Linked DNA regions of Urocitellus parryii: region 2 is linked to region 1. A link is a contact called in public Hi-C data. All regions are on one chromosome and are shown on one strand. Each heading gives the region's core, a stretch centred on a gene start, on an enhancer-like site or on the middle of the called end of the contact. The rest is flanking DNA. Distances are from core to core; before and after follow the strand shown.

Region 1 (2,573 bases), core at 55-2,554:
TGCCTTCTGTTTGACCATTATCTCTAATGTCTCAATTTCTTTAGGCCTAAATCACTACACTCAGATTCTGAGGGAAAAGAGTTAACAGAGAAGTAGTTTGGGGAACAGTTTACCTTAGGTACTCTCTACTATGTGCCCTGTACAACTGTCTTCCCAATTTTTTCTGCAAAGGATCCATGAGTTAAATAGTGAACCCTAGCATTGGCATGTATGTTAATATTTATTGGGGGTGGAAGGATGACCTACAATGTGTTTTCAGTAGTCTTAAAAGTCAATGACCAGGGCTGGGGTTGTGGATCAGAGGTAGAGCACTCGCCTGGCATGTGTGAGGCACTGGGTTCAATCCTCAGCGCCACATTAAAATAAAATATAGGAAAAATAAAACTCAATGACCATACAGCCACCTTAGGAAATCCCAAGAGATACACCACAATGAGGTTTGGCAGAAAGAAGACATCTGGAGGTGGTAACACCTGAACTGGGTCTTTAAGCTCAAAGAGGTTGTGACAAAGAGGTTAACAAGCTCCCAGGGAGCTCCCAAATAAATTTTAATAAAATTTTCCCAGAGAGTAAAACTCTAAAACCAAAGCATAAATTTTCAGACTGGTGATATATAAAGTCCCGTAAGATAGAATGGTGCTGTAGCAAGCCTGCAGAACTTTATTGGAAAGAAGGTGTATATGTATACCTACATGTAGAATTTGCCTCTCTATTTGCACTTGAGTATTTAACCAGCTTGTCTTGTTTTCAGACACTGATATTTTATCATACATATCATACAGGTCTGTGCAAACTTTTTTTATGGTGCTGTTGCACCATAACTTTTAAAGATTAAACACTTTCAACACATTTTATAGGTATTCTTACGTAGTCCTACTTTCTCTTTCGAGCAACAAAATTTATTTCCTAATATCTCAGGCGACAAATCTTGCGCAGAAAATAACACAAAAAAAACTGAAAAATAAATTAAAAAATTTTCCCGTCCTGGGTTTCAATCCCTGGTCAATTTAGCAAGTCTGTAGTGTTTCTTGAATCAGCAATCCCTCCTTGAATATGAGGTTTATGTGAGTGTATCGGAGGGACTATCTGTTGGGAAACCCCTACTCAAAACCAAAATGATTTTAAAAACAAGAGTCAGCTTGGCCATAGGTCTCTTTAACTTGGGTCCGCTTTCTTCCGGGTTTATTTTCCTTTACCAAGATGGATCTCGCTCCTCATAGGTCACATTTTACGCAGTGACGTTATAGCCCCACCCACCAACTTCCCACCTCCGGTCCTAAGTCCTTAGGAGTATAATTGCCTGACCGGCCCCTAGTGGGCGTGACGCCGGATGTGACGTTTCCGGAAGCGCCGGGTGTCATCCTGGAGGAAAGGTGGGGAAGGGTCCGGGATGTGGTGGGTAGGCTCTCTGAGCATTGTCGAACTCTGAAAGGAGCGGCCGCCGTGAGTGTGGGCCCTGAAGCCTTCTCCTTCCTCGTGTCCTCTGCCCGGCCCTTGTCGCGCGAGGCCACTGAAGGCTCCGGTCCCCGCGGGCTGGCGCCTGACCAGCAAGGCCCAGCGCTTTCCTATCGACTACATTTGAAAGACCCGTCAACCTTGGATGATTTTGCCTGGGAATGGCAATTGGGCTTGAGTCCCTTCAAGAAGGGCACCCCAAGCAGTTGTGGATGCATCCCTCTCTACTGTAAACGCCCCCTCTGCTCATTCCTGCTACTTCCTTTCGCTGCCTCTGTAATTTCTCCCTCCGGTTCTTCCCGCCACCTCCCCCCTTATTTGTGGATGCTATATTTCCTCTATGAAGTGTTGCTCAACCCCTGCTGGCCAGTGCCGCTTGGTGGCCTCTGCAGGGGAGGGGTCCTTACCTCACCCACAATTTACCTCCTCGTAGAGGTACTGAGATGCAGTGAGCATCCTGTTTCCGTTAGCTCTGATAGACTGGATACTGAGTTTACCAATGAAGCAACTTGGGGAGGTTTTAGATTTGCAAGAGGCTTTGTGGAAGATGCAGTGCCTTGGCATTACTAGCAGTTCCCCAGCGTTTCATGGTCATGAAGGGTTTTAGAGGGGACGTTTAATGAAGGAAATGTGACCTGAATATTAAGGAAACCTCGAAATAGAATTGGCCTGGAGATGACAAACTCTGAGGGAAGGGTTGGCGTAGAAAACAGAAAAACTGCCCAGACAAATGAAGCAGAGATGTGCAGGTTCCTGGGTGCATTACAATCAGGAGGAGTAAGATACAATTATGGAAAAAACAAGAGACAGTTGACACTGGCTGTGAATTACAAGATGAATTGTATAGCTTGAACATTCTAGGGCATGTTGCTTAGGGTATACTACAATTCAATGCATATCAAATACCCAGTTTACTTTTGGAGATTATGGAAAATACTCTCAAGGAAATCTAGAGTCTAACAGCAATAATACCTGGAAAGATTGTAGAATTATTGGAGTTTGGGACACAGGGAAGGAAAACTTCCAGACTGGGAACCATGCTTCTCCACATTACTAAAATACCTTTGTGCCCTTTTGTTATTAAAAGAGTGCTTAGTTTTTGAAGATGAATAAATTGT
Region 2 (2,573 bases), core at 50-2,549, 290 kb after region 1:
AGAATCACTGGGCTGGTCCCTGATTGGCTGTGGAAGGCAGGCAAAACCCCAGGATTATTAGCAAGTGCTGGTGCTGAAGGTGCCACTTCTTCACCGTCCTTTCCTGATGGCCTAGAGTAGGGGGTCCTGTCATAGAATCTCAGCTGTGCAAATGGGACTCTCTCACCAATTGCTCTTAAAGGCCAAGAAAGCAACTGTCCTGAAATAGCAGCCTGCAGTGAAGCCCGGTGCTGGTTCTCAGAAGCCCTGATGGATATTTTGAGCAGATTAGGGGCAATGCCCACTGGGCACAGGCAAAGAAAGTCTGGCAGGCAGTTGAAATGCAGGTCGGGAGAAGAATCTGGAATTAGGTCTGTGTGCTATGTGGAGAAAGCAAAAAGTGGATGTTTGAGGTTGGGTGAGATTGCAGGGGCAGGGGTGGAGGTGCTTTGGGAGACAGAATATTGGTGGAGGGAAAGGCAGAGGGTAACCAGATGGCAAGCAGAATGGGCAACCAGTAAGTGGAAGAGGGTGGTTAGCGCTGCAGAATCCTTGGGAAGAAGCCATCTATCACCTTAGCACACCTGTGGGCAACGCCTTAAAAGGACTGACGAAGTCCCCAGTGGACCACTACCCAAGCTGACAGTAGCCGGCTGGTAGAACACCTCTGCATGCACCAGGGAGGCAGGATCAATCCCAAAGGGAAGAGAAGTAGATAGTCAAGAAGGGGCAGAAAGGATTGGAAGGGCACGAGTGGAGTGCCCTCTACAGGGCTTTCTGCCCGGGGCTGCGGAGTTTGGAGGGTCAAGGTCAGAGGCTCGGCCGAAGTTCCCAGGGCCCAGACCACCCTTCTTCGCAGCGCCTGGCACCCACGCCTGGGTCCCGGACGAGGCAACTGCCCTCCGCTTCGCGAATCAACATTTCTCTTCCGGGTGTACACAACTGTTTATGTGTCCGTCCCCCTGAACTCCGACCTCCACCCAGTGCCGAAGCTGCAGCAGATCGCGCCAGGCAGGGCCTCACACTCCTCCGCGCGCCCATGGCCGTGGAGTGAACGGATGAACGAACAAAATGAGAGAAAGAGAGCTCAGCCTCCGGCACTGCCCGCGCCCCCGGGAGCCCTTCTTAGAGCCCCGACGGCGGCCGGCCATGTCCCCCCGAAGCTCCGCCCGGGGAGAACAGCCCCGACCCGGCCCGCTCACCCCGCGGCTCCCGCGGAGCAGAGGCGCTGCCGCGGCGGGGCTCCACGCGGCCATGCCCGGCTGCCGCGGCCCGCAGCCCGAGATCGCCGTTCCTCCCGAGAGATGCAGAGCCAGGGCCGAAACCTGTCGCTGTGGGCGAGGCTGCCCCCTGCCGCCCGGAGGCCGCGAGTCTGCCCGACCCCGCCCCGGCCGCGGGGAGTCGGTGCCCAGAACTTCGGCGCCCGCCCAGCTCGGGCCCCGATTCTGTCTCGCCAGCACCGCGCTCCTCTGGCCTCTGCTGTCCTGGTCCAAGACAGAGGCTTGGCCAGGTCAAAATCCCCTTCCTCCGCAGCCAGCAACACCAGCTCTGGGAGCGCGGTACGTCCTTTCCTCACCGTGGTGCCCTGGTGGAACTTATCCTATCCCGCTCCCCATCGCTGCAGCCGGGCAGGCTTCTGACCTGAGGAGCTCGGGTTTCTCTCCAGGATCTCTCTCATGGAAGGATGTAAACAAGGGACGCATTTTCTGATTTGCATTTTAGAAAGATCACCTTGGCTTCTGTGAGGAAGGGTGGAATGTAAGGGGCTGAAATTGGAGACAAGGACAGAAGGTCCCAGGCTACTGCAGTGTCCAGGTGAGAAATGAGGGGCCTGCCACTAATAATGTGGCAAGAGGGATGGGTGGAGTGAACTGAGACATTTGGGAGGTGAGTGGAATAAATAGTCTGACTTGATATTGCGGATGAGGTAGGAAAGGTCTGGGTTTAAGATGCTGCTAGACACTGCCCAGCAGAGGCACAGGTTGGACCCACACACCATAGGAGTCCTGTAAGCTGAGGCAATGGGTCAGCAAGCCTGCCTGGATATGGAGCACTGTCAGACAAGTCAAAGCCAAAATACAACCAAGTCCTTTCCGGAGCTGTAATTGCAGCATGTGATCAGTGCTGCCCTGAAGGATTCATCAGCTTTTCTACCACTGCACTCTGGCCTATATAATCAATATCTCTAGTGTTGTACCTGTATGGATTGGACCAATATTTGCTCTTTATAAATATACTCATTCATTCTGATATTGAGTGACTCCTATGTACCAGCCCTCATCATTTCTCCTTTGGGCTACTGTTAGTGGACACACTTTCTGCTTGGTTCCTAAAAAGTTATGGTTAGTATGATTGGGGATAATTTGTTAATTTTTCAATTTTCTTCATTGATGTCAATGATACTTTAAAACTGTCAAAACAACTTTTTCAAGCAATGTAGTGGTGAACCACTGTTATTCAAACCACATGTTCAGATGAGGCCCATCCAATTCCAGCTCTAGGAGTGAACACAAGATCCAACTCAGGATAACTAGATGGGGATTGGCTTAGGGTTGATCACATGATCTGAACCAGACCAATGTGAGGTGACCTTA

The links. A called contact is a pair of places that touch in the nucleus more often than the background predicts.
Region 2: a Hi-C map of liver shows a contact between it and region 1, with 2.8 times the contacts expected there. The contact joins the promoter of Bola3 here to the promoter of Stambp in region 1. A contact is called at or near these places in 2 of 2 Hi-C or Micro-C datasets (liver and muscle).

The regions. Positions count from the first base shown.
Region 1 is chr12:92,841,140-92,843,712 of mUroPar1.hap1, forward strand. Stambp (STAM binding protein) reads left to right here and starts at 1,305. Exons shown (of 10, transcript XM_026397470.2): 1 at 1,305-1,373.
Region 2 is chr12:93,130,722-93,133,294 of mUroPar1.hap1, forward strand. It overlaps Bola3 (bolA family member 3), which reads right to left and starts at 1,300. Exons shown (of 4, transcript XM_026397402.2): 1 at 1,182-1,300. The coding sequence starts at 1,235.